Linked DNA regions of Mus musculus: region 1 is linked to region 2. A link is a contact called in public Hi-C data. All regions are on one chromosome and are shown on one strand. The core of a region is the stretch at or near the end of the contact, and the rest is flanking DNA. Distances in the headings are between cores, read along the strand shown.

Evidence for each region. A called contact is a pair of places that touch in the nucleus more often than the background predicts.
Region 1: a contact with region 2 is called in a Hi-C map of pre-B cells, with 8 times the contacts expected there. The contact joins the promoter of H4c3 here to the promoter of Zfp322a in region 2. A contact is called at or near these places in 2 of 39 promoter capture datasets (liver and pre-B cells), 3 of 484 Hi-C or Micro-C datasets (CD4 T cells, pre-B cells and regulatory T cells), 1 of 115 datasets of contacts at active chromatin or transcription factors (memory CD8 T cells) and 3 of 9 other capture datasets (adipose tissue, liver and pancreatic islet).

Annotation. Positions count from the first base shown.
Region 1 is chr13:23,695,737-23,701,477 of GRCm38.p6, forward strand. H4c3 (H4 clustered histone 3) reads right to left here and starts at 2,722. Exons shown (of 1, transcript NM_178208.2): 1 at 2,348-2,722. The coding sequence starts at 2,713. The coding sequence ends at 2,402. It overlaps H1f6 (H1.6 linker histone, cluster member), which reads left to right and starts at 75. Exons shown (of 1, transcript NM_010377.3): 1 at 75-809. The coding sequence starts at 130. The coding sequence ends at 759.
Region 2 is chr13:23,365,255-23,370,871 of GRCm38.p6, forward strand. Zfp322a (zinc finger protein 322A) reads right to left here and starts at 3,954. Exons shown (of 5, transcript NM_001111107.2): 1 at 3,881-3,954; 2 at 2,866-2,951. All of the region lies in intron 3 of 4930586N03Rik (RIKEN cDNA 4930586N03 gene), which reads left to right.

The DNA of each region.
Region 1 (5,741 bases), core at 1,472-3,971, 330 kb after region 2:
GGGGATGCACCAATCACAGCGCGCCCTGCTCTATATAAGCGCCCCCCCCCCCCGCACGCCCCCACTACCCCATCACTGTTGGCTCTCCTTTAGTTTTCACTTGGTGTAGTTCTTGTCCAGCTCTTGACCATGTCGGAAACGGCTCCTGCGGCCTCAAGTACCCTTGTTCCAGCTCCTGTGGAGGAGAAACCTTCATCTAAAAGGCGAGGGAAAAAGCCTGGCCTGGCCCCTGCTCGCAAACCTCGGGGTTTCTCAGTTTCCAAGCTGATTCCTGAGGCCCTTTCCACATCGCAGGAACGGGCAGGAATGTCCCTTGCTGCCCTGAAGAAAGCCCTGGCTGCGGCTGGTTACGACGTGGAGAAGAACAACAGCCGTATCAAGCTGGCCCTCAAGAGACTTGTGAATAAAGGAGTCCTGGTGCAGACCAAGGGCACTGGCGCCTCAGGCTCCTTCAAGCTCAGTAAGAAGGCGGCTTCTGGGAACGACAAGGGCAAGGGCAAGAAATCTGCTTCTGCCAAGGCTAAGAAGATGGGCTTGCCCCGGGCCTCGAGATCTCCCAAGAGTAGCAAGACCAAGGCTGTCAAGAAGCCAAAGGCTACGCCCACAAAAGCTTCTGGGAGCGGAAGGAAGACCAAAGGGGCCAAGGGCGTGCAGCAACGTAAAAGCCCCGCCAAAGCCAGGGCAGCAAACCCCAATTCTGGGAAGGCAAAAATGGTCATGCAGAAGACCGATCTGAGGAAGGCAGCAGGGAGGAAGTGAGTTTCAAAGCCAGTTTTCAAAAACCCAAAGGCTCTTTTAAGAGCCACTTACATACTTCTTAAAATGGCCAAACACTTTGAACCAAAGTTAAGGTGGGCAGTTACTTCAGGTCGACCTGTCGTTGAAACCCTAGAGTAGAATCCTAGGGTCCCTATGTGTAGAATATTTCCAAATTTGGTTGTGTATTTGTGGCTTTACGCCAGAATAAAGGTCACCATTGAAACACACAATGTCTTTTATTCTAGAATAAAAGTCACCATTGAAATACACAATGGATGTATTTCATTCTAGAAACACCCTCATATCAAAGGAGATAGAGATAACGCCAGTAGGAGCTTCCACTCTGAAAAAATACTGAACTTACTCTTTCAAACAGCAGTAACTGGCATCCAGGCTTTCAAAGGACCACTATGAACCCAGATATTCAGTGCTTAAGCTAGAGGTTATATTTATTTTTCTTGAGTTGTATTTTTAGGATTTCCTCAGTGATGGATAAAAAAATAAAGCAAGCAGTTAGCAAAAAAACAGAACAACAACAACAACAACAACAACAACAAAACCCTAAAGTTTTTGCAGTTGTGCGATGTGTCAACAAAGATCTAATTTTGTTCTACTTTTAGAAAATAGTTCAATACTATTGATCTAACAGTTATTTTTGAAATGTTTTATGTATTTTATGAGAATAGCATGTAGGCTTCAGGAGAATGACAAAAACCATATTAAAAATTAAGGACTTCTTTATGAAAATGTTAGGGTTTGAGTTCAATGCCCCAACATAACAAAAAAAAGCACTGGGGAAGTCTGGGCTGAAGAACATAAACAAAACAAACAAAAAACAAAAATAACTCATCTTTTAAAGTGATCAAGTTTTATGGAGTGCCACAAATATTAAATTCACATTAAACTATTTTAGGCATTGGTATGAGGAATGACAAAAGATCATAGTAAGGTGGCTTGAGAGATTGTTCAGTCAAGAACACTTAATGCTTTAAAAGAAGTTTGTATATCAGAATACACAACAGCTGGCTCACAACAGCTTCTGACTCCAACTTCCTGGAAATAACGCCGCCCTCTTGTGGCAGATGGCAAACATGGCACACCCACAAGAATTTAAATTATCAAGCCACTGCACAACTAAACTGTATATAAACATACCATTAGGTGGTCCCTAATATAGATTATGTGTACTTAGGCCTTATTAATGGTATACAATTAATAACAGCTAAGCGTCTTCAGTTTCTGTAGTAATCAGCCTTTGCCTTGCTTAGATACAATGGTTCCTGCTCTCTCCTGAGCTTCTAGATGGCTCCAGAAGGGAATAAGCTCTTAAATGACCGGTATCAAAAGTGGATTGAGAAGTGACACGATCAGTGGAAAACCTTCAAATAATTCTAAAACAGTTCGTTCAGTATTAACTTCTGACAGTTCAAAATTATGGGCTTGTTATATTACCCAGTTAAACCTACAGGGTATATTCGGCTGCATGGCATAATTACTACCCACCACATAAGTATAGGACAGAATAACACTTAAACTACCTAGCAGGCTCGATTAAAGCTTCGGTAAGTGAACAACTCCTAGGAATTTGTGGGTGGCCCTGAAAAGGGCCTTTTGTTGACAGTGGAAATCGTTTGTTAGTCGATTAACCGCCGAATCCGTAGAGAGTGCGGCCCTGGCGCTTGAGCGCGTAGACCACGTCCATGGCGGTGACGGTCTTGCGCTTGGCGTGCTCCGTGTAGGTGACGGCGTCGCGGATCACGTTCTCCAGGAACACCTTCAGCACACCGCGGGTCTCCTCGTAGATGAGGCCGGAGATGCGCTTCACTCCCCCGCGCCGGGCCAGGCGGCGGATGGCGGGCTTGGTAATGCCCTGGATGTTATCACGGAGAACCTTACGGTGGCGCTTAGCGCCGCCTTTCCCAAGGCCTTTACCACCCTTACCACGTCCAGACATGGTTATGACAGCAGGGAGACAGCAATCGTCCCTTTAAATAGGCCTTCTGCGGACCTGGTTGAAAACTAGAGCGTTAGGCGGGGTTTCCGAATCCGGGTCTTGGAAGGGGGTGGAGAAAAAAGGATGCGTCATTGGAATCTGAATGTTTTCATTGGCTAGCAAGCCCCAGCTATTCTTTGCATGCGGTGTCTCTTAAAGACCACATTTAAATCCTGCAGAAAAACTTCATTCCCTCCTCCCCACCCCGACCCCATTCTTTCTCATGAAAGAAAGGCTTATTGGGGCCATTCCACAAAGCAGACATCCCCATTTCTCGTTTGCTTTTATTTCTGTCTTGTATTAAATTAGTTGATGGTTTCTTTGTGAGGACTCAGGTTAGATGTCCAAAACAGAGGTAAAATATGCCAAGACTGTCCCATGTCAGTAAAGTTTAATCTATTCCCGGCAGTTTTGTTTGGGTAGACATAAACATTGAAAAGGCATCTCAAATTGAGCACCCTAACTGCAAACTTCATATTCCCTATCTCGAGTCAGAGACCTAATGATTCCGTCTATCCTCTTTTTTAATAAAAACTGAGAAAGTCTACAAAAGAATAGTTAGGTTATCGGTTATCCTCTACCTGCTGTGATTCCAAGTTTGTTTCCCTTCCAGCCCTTATTAATCACAGCATGGCTTGCTCACCTTAAGAGAAGAAGTGTTTTGTAGAGCTGGTAATTACAGTACAGGGCTAATACTTGATTAAGGTCATTACAAAGTCTACAAGGTCCTGGTGAAGCTTGTGATATGATTAGTGATGTCAAAACAAGGCTAATCCGACCCCCGCCCCCCTTTTTAAAAAAAGGCAGAAGAGTAAGTAGCAGTAAGTCTCGATGCGGGTTTAATGTTGATTTTGGCATTCCAAATTTTAATTTAACAATGATGTAGAGGAGATGGCTCAGAAGTTAAGAGCATTTGATACTCCCCCAGAAGGCAAGATTTGGTTCCCAGAGCCTAAATGGTAGCTCACAAACATGCATAACTCTAGTTTCAGGAGACTGATGCTCTTTTCTGATCTCAATGGCACCCATGAATGCAGGCAAACTACTCACACAGACAAAGTAAAATATAGAATTAATATTATGGCTAGTAACAATTTTTAAAATAAAGCCTGCTGACCAAAATGAAGACCTTTAATTCCTGTCTTTTGTTACATATGTTCACCACAAAAACTTTATACCAGGGGCCCCAGAAAACTATGAATTACAAAGACCACATCCAGAAAAAAATAGTTTCAAAATATTCCTGATAAACTTCTAAGTCTATGGTTAATTTTGAAAAAATTAAATTAATTAAATTAACCATATTTACTTCTTACTGCAGAAGACAACAGAGGTCTGCTACCAGGTAGCTGTGGTAATTCCTTTTGAGGTTTGCCAAGAAATAGCAAGTGTTCTAAAATTGGCTTTCTTGGGGTGGAGATAAGTATTCTAGGGTTCATCAGCTGAATTAAAATCCCAGCATAGGAGCTGGTGATATGGGGCTCACAGCCATCCGTAATGAGCTCTGACGCCCTCTTCTGGTGTGTCTGAAGACAGCAACAGTGTACTTATTTATAACGATAAATAAATCTTTAAATAAAATAAAATAAATAAATCTTTAAAATCCAGCATAGCCATTTTCTAACTACTAACTAGCAATTTCAAACAACCAGTTGAATAATCTCTGTGACTTTCATAACTGAAGTAAAAGCTAACAATGATAAAATGTGTTCCTCATAGAACTCTTTGGAGGAATTAACATTGAGAACAGCCTTGCATCAATTAAATATTTAAATAAAACTACCTAAAATGTTATTTTTACAAAGAGATGGAGGGGTGGTAACATGCTTACTTGGCATGTGTTAATCGTTGGGTATGATTCTCAATATAGAAAACTATTCCACTTTAGAAAACACTCATTGCACAAAAAATGTTACTGGGTCTGCAAATTTTTATTCTGACAAATGGGGAGTGGAGTAGAGAAGATTTTCCTCCTAAGACTATTTTTCTTTTTCTCCACTTTGGGCAGTTAATAAGAAACAGCAGACCTGAACCATCAGAATCTTTGCTGGGCAGAAAATGGCCAGGTGATGTCCCTAATGTGTAAACGAATGCATATATGAGAGCACCCCTGCTTTCTAAACTCATGACACCCCAAGCACTGAAACACTGCATCGGTGTGCTGTATGTAAAAGAGGAGGGATTAGTCAACATAGAATAAACAAGTTATACTCCAAAATGTTGAGGAAGATTTGCAATTTCAGGTATCAGTCAGCCCATACACCTCTCGTACTTAGAGCTTTTCAGAATGGCTTCATAGCCATTATTGAATCAGAGGGTTTTGTTTGTTTGTTTGTTTTGTTTTTAAAGATATTGGTTTAAAAGTAACCGTTATGAGAAAATGTTGCACTGTACCTGCACTATTCTTCTTTGAAGCGTGTCTAGGGGATGCTGCGCTAGAGCTGTGCTGCACCACTTGAGAGGAAGTGCTCCCAGTGAGGACCTCCCAGCAGGCATGAGTCACCTCTTGAAGGAGCCTCCTAGAGCTTTGTCTTCTCTACACTCTGCACTTTTCGAAGTTCAGAGGACTCAGTCTTGCCTTGGCATACCAGCCTTTCCAGCACCTAGTACAGAATTCTGTTTTCTATACATTTCATGTATTTTCTCTTTTAAAACATCTACACACAGAGACACACTTTTGTTATTTGTTCTTTTAAGAAAGTTTCATGCGGCCCAGGCTGGTCTCCAGCTCACTATGTAGCTGAGAATGAGTTGGACTCTGGTGCAGTTGCCTCCCGCATTATGGGCGTGCCTAGCACATCTGGTGCTTTTCTGCCCAAGAGTGGCCCTTTCCACCAGCCCTTACCCTACACTTTGCCTCTCCGCAACCAACTGTGATGTACTGAAGTAAGCCACCAGGTGTCACCCTTCTTCTACCCTACACCATTGTGTTACTGTTTAACCAGAAGTGAGCAAAGATGGGAGATTTGAACTCTAAGTCTTAATTCCT
Region 2 (5,617 bases), core at 2,704-5,203:
ACTCTCTCTTGAGACCAAGCTGGCCTCAAACACACCTGACATTGTCTCTCAAATGCTGGGATTAAGTGTGTGCCACCACTCCCAAGCATTCAACTGTAAAAATTTTAAAGTGCAAGCAAATGCTGTAGTTTGTGTAAGAAATCAGAAATTTAAAAAATCCTATTTAAAACTATATTTTAAAAATATTTTTAAAAATGTACTTATAAACTTTGTCAAAAATAAATTAGGAAAAAATAAGAAACTAATGTTAATGTCTTATTTGCATCATCACAAGATAGGTGAAAATGGGATCAAAACCTAAGAGGACAGAACTGATGTGAACCAAAGGATGAAGTGCCATATTTCTCTAAGAACACATTTCTACATACATATATACTTAACAGAAATAAATGGGTGGCCTGGGATAGGTCTCTGTAGTGCAGCATATGTAGGGCCCTAGGCCCTTATCACTAGCAGTGCCAAGGAGCTGCAAAATGACACATGAAAGCAAATGACACCCGAGTGTGATGACTCACATCTATACTCCTAGTACTTGGAGCATGAGAAGAACTGGTAAATATTTGAGGCTAGCCTTGGCTATAAAATTCCAAGCCTGCTTGGCCTACAAACTGAGACCCCATTTTAAAACAAACCAAAAGACAGTTCATTTCAAACAAATAACATGAACACCCAAAAGTAGAAAAAAAAAAAAATAACTCTTACATAGTATGAGACTATATAAACTCAAGCTAAAGACAATAATTATTTTTAATTTTCTTTTACCTTTTTTTAAGAAATTGGCTCATTATATAGCTCAGGTGGGTCTTGTTTTCTGATCTGCTTGCCTAAGACTCCCACCCCAAGTACTTCAATTAGAGGTACACAGCCTCCCAAACTGTATATACACAATTACTGAACCTTATTTATGGGGCTTTTCCTCATAGTACATACTAGTTAGTATGTATACCAGAGTTGGATAAGGGAACATAGATTCCCCTCAGTTACAGAAGGAAATTACAAATAGAAAAGAACAAGATTAGAATGAACTCTGTACTGTGGTTAGCTGGAATTAAAGGGCAGTATGAGAATGAGGTCACAGTTTGTACTGTCTAGAGAAGCTGTACAATGTACACATGAAAAGGGTTTTCCATCCTAGTAATGTCAGCTCCCAAGCACAGCAATAATGCACATATTAAATACTAAGATTCTAGGTTCTAGATACCATTCATCACTGAATGCAATCAGGAGACATGGTAGATATCATGATTTGCAAAACAGCCTACAATATCTTTGTTGAGCTAAAATATAGAAATGTTCAAACAAAAATACAGTATGTTGTTCTTTAACTGTCTCATGGTGATAGGGATTGAACCCAAAGGCTGCACACACATCATACTCCACCACTGAGCTATATGCCCTATCCTTTTTACACTTTGAGAAAGGTCTTCCCTAGGTTACCCAAGCTAGTTTTGTAACTTCCAATCCTCCTGCCTCAGCTATTTAACTGAGTTTGCTCATAGTTTGGGAAATGAATCAGATTATCTTATTAAACTACCAGCCCAAGACATCACAACTGCTCTCAGTAGCCAAGAAATTATGATGCACAAGAAAAACAAACAGAAAACCAATTTTAAACCAGGAAACAATTTTCGTATGCAAATAAAATATGATCTGGCTGTCAGTCTTCAAAACAGAATATGATACTTCCCACACATTTACAATAAAATCCAAAGTTTTACTGCCCTCCATACTATGGAATGTTTGCCATTTTCATCCTCTCAGGCACCTCAAAATATGTTGTTTTTCTACTTTAGGTAGAAAATCCTCTACTTTAGGTAGAGGAACCACTGTTCCTCAATGTAGCTTTCTCCATTATCCGATTTAAGTAGCCTGAAACTTACTACCTAAAAAAGCAACACACCTTCATGGCCCTTCACACCACCTTACAGCATCACTATCCAACATTAAGAGATGTACTTTATGTACGTTCCCTTGTCTGTCTCTCCTACTAGAGCATAACATCTACTATGGTTAGGGTTTTGTCTTTTGGTTACTGCAATATCTGTAACATTTAGAATGCATCTGTTAAACAATTAAAAAAACAACAAGTAGCCAAGTCTCAGACTGAAAAAGGAGTATCATTATCCTTGGGTCTCCAATGTGCATCTGGCAAACACAAACCCATCCTCCAAATCCTTACTCCAGGCTACTGTCTCTAACATGCTTCCTTTACCCCTCCTAGGAAGGGAGGACTTCTGGTTTTTGTTTTGTTTTGTTTTTTTCACGAGCAACACCAGACTCCATTTCATAAGCGAAGAGCAGACAAAAGTTCAAATAGACAGGCTAAGCAACAAAACTTCAGAGCTCAAGATTCTTTTCGGTTAAAGGATATATGGGATGATCAAACAGTAAGTATTTAACGTATTGTCTTAAAAACCATACTTGCTGTACAGCCTCAGACCAGGGGTTGCCTCAATTTTCATTGATTACATGGATTATGGACATTTAATCCTCCCAAGAACACTGTAAAATCAAATATTACCACCATCTTACTGATAGAAAACCTGTTGCTATGACAGTTACCTAATTACACAAGAACTCACAGGCAGTTAAGTAACAGAGCCAGGTTTAAATATCCATCCTAGAGCCTGTCTGAGCATTGGGCACACTGCCTTCTTTGTATGGTAAATCAAAAGAAGGACAATTGTTGCAAATCTGCTGTGTATGCCTGTTAGAAAAATAGGTGTACTGAAAGGTTATCAAAGGGCCACTATGTTAGTCACCAGAAAGACCCTTTTCCTTTTCCCAAGTATGTTTTACCTTCTTTCTTGTCCCATCCCTACTCCAAAATTCACATTTATATAGAAACAGATGTATGCCACTTACCTTAACAAGAACCCAACGATTTATTTTTTTCAGATCCACAAGGTCTCTAATCCAGAAGTACTCATAATATTTAATTCTTCCCTCTCCTAGAGGAAAAAAGCAGCAATGTTGAATGAGCATGACTGCAAAGCTTACATTTTTCCTTTTAACAGTAGGCCATTTAAATAATGTCCCATGCACTCTCCAATCCTGACATCATCCTTCAGCAAAATTTTGCTCATTCTAATGTTTCCGTTCCTCCTTCAAGAAGCCGTTTCTTTCTGACCTGCTCTACACAAAATAACAAGAATTCTTCTAGCTGAGAGATTTTTAAGTTCAGAACAAAGCCCTGGGCCTTGTTTTTCTTGCTGTTAAGACGGGGAGAGTCTCACGTAGCTTAGGCTAGCTTCAAAATCGCTAGGCAGCTTAAACTGGCTTTTAATTCCCTATCCTCCTACCTCTACCTCAAACGCTCAGGTGACTGATAGGCGCATTATTATTTCAACTTCTGAGATCAAGGATTCATTCCTCGTGCACTAAAACCTGTAGGAATACGATTCATGAATGCAATGTTACACAGGACCAAGGCTGCTAAAAATAAATGACTATGGAATGCTTTGAGCAAACAGATTCTGCAGATTCCGGGGAACTCAACTAATCTCCGCCCTTAAGGCTGGGGGAGGGTCCCCCCAGTGCCCATGGTTGTCTAGACATTCAGGAAGGCTCCAGACTGCATTCGAGCCTGGCTCCATTACTACCTCCAGGACAGTCTCACAGGTTTCTCCTCCCAACTTTTCGTTGACAGCGACAAGAAGGGCGCCGCGCCTGGCCCGGACCCCTCTCACGGCCAAGGACCTCGAGGACCCGCTGAACGCTTACTCCGCCGCCCAGGGCGGCACTTCCGGTGACTGGACCCTCAAGCCGGAGCTTCCGGGGCCGAGCACTCGGCGATGGCCGATTCGGTCCCACGGTCTCCTAGGGAAGGAGAGTGGGCCGAGATGCTGAGAGGTCGGCAAGCCAACCGCCGGATACCAACCTGGAGAAGCGGTCCCCGCACACCACAAGGCCAAGACAAACCGCTCTCACCAGCAAGGACAGGGAGGCGTAGCCACGCCCCGAGGCACGTAACTACCCCTCATAGGGCTGCACCGGGATTCCGGGCCAATAAGCACCGGACCTCCCGAAATGGGCGGAACCTGAGCGCGCCTGCGCCCTGGCTCTTTCGCGTCCGACAACTACCTTTTCAGCTCCTGGAATTTGGGACTGCAGCAGCTCCGGTACCCACTGAATTGAAACCGTGCCCTGCGCCCGGTACTGCGGCTCTGAACTTCTGTTTTCTTTCTCCACGGCTGTTCAAATCAAGAGTTAGGAGTAGTGTCTCAAGGATAGATGCAGCGGACTCGGTTTTAAATACCTTGAAAAGCCGGAGAAGTGGAGAATTACAAAGGCTCTTTGGTGCTGTCACTCATGCCAGCAAACTATGAGAAGCTTTGAATAGGCAGCGGCGGCGTGGCCTTATTGCTGGAGAAAGCTGCGGGGAAACCGTGTTGAAAGGATTTCTGTCCTTTCTGATTGCGATTCTAGGCTGAAGACAGATTCAGAAAAAAAAACAAAAAACAAAAAAGAACAGTCAATATTTTCCCTACTTGAAAAAAAAAATGTATGTAGGCTGGCGAGATGGCTTCTGTCGAGAGTGAGGAGCAAAGAGTGCTTCTTGCTAAATAAAACCTCGCGACCTGAATTTGATCTCTGAGACCAATGTCAAAAGCGGAAAGAGAGAACTAACCGTAAAAGTTGTCTTCTGACAGGCATACACAATAATAAGTATATAATACACACACACACACACACACACACACACACACACATATATATATACTATACACATACACACATGTATATAACAAAAACCCTCACATGGGAAGTGAGTACTAGAATTCTCTGGTCTGGAGAAGAACTTGGATTGGCTGTTAAATTCTAGAGTTAGGGTCTGAGGATGGCAATTATGTATTCTGAATTCACTAATTCCTGTTTTCAGAATTTGCAGAATTTCTGCAGCTTATTTTAAATTAAAATTTTAAGACAAAAAATCCCACCAGTGTCATTCAAATATTTAAGTTTTTTTTCTTAGACTTATTTTCTATGTATGGGTGTTTTATCAGCATATATGTGCACGTGGTGTGTGCGCGCGCACTCTAGGAGGATGTCAGATCCCCTGGAACTGGAATAATGCATGGTTTATGAGCTACCATGTGAGTGCTGGCTGGAAAATGAACCAGGGTCATCAGCAAGAGCAAGTGGTCTTAAATGCTGAGCCATCTCTCTAGCCCTAATTTTAATATTTAAATAACTTTTTATTAACTGTTTTTAGTGTAAGATGTACCAAACACAATTCGAATCACACTATAGAATGAGCTGTGTATGGCTATATTAGGAAGAAATGTACACATGTTATTGCAGGAGAGTATGTGTTTATGCCATCCCCTTCAGCTATAAGAGTGTTGAGACAATGGACTCAAAGGATTGGAATTGTGATAGGAGTCTTCTGCTGAGAACAAGGAAAGGACTAGGGCCTTGGCCAGTGGGAGAGTTAGGGCAGGATTTCACACAGTCCTGACTGTGATGAGTGGGGCTACTTATGATTGTAGCTACCAGGACTCCTTACTTATGCACATCTCATGACCTTTAAAATATTCTGAACGTCGTGTTAGTGGTTGAACCCCTTTACTTACTCCTCTTCCTAGTGTGACCATATTGAGTAAACCGCTTTCAC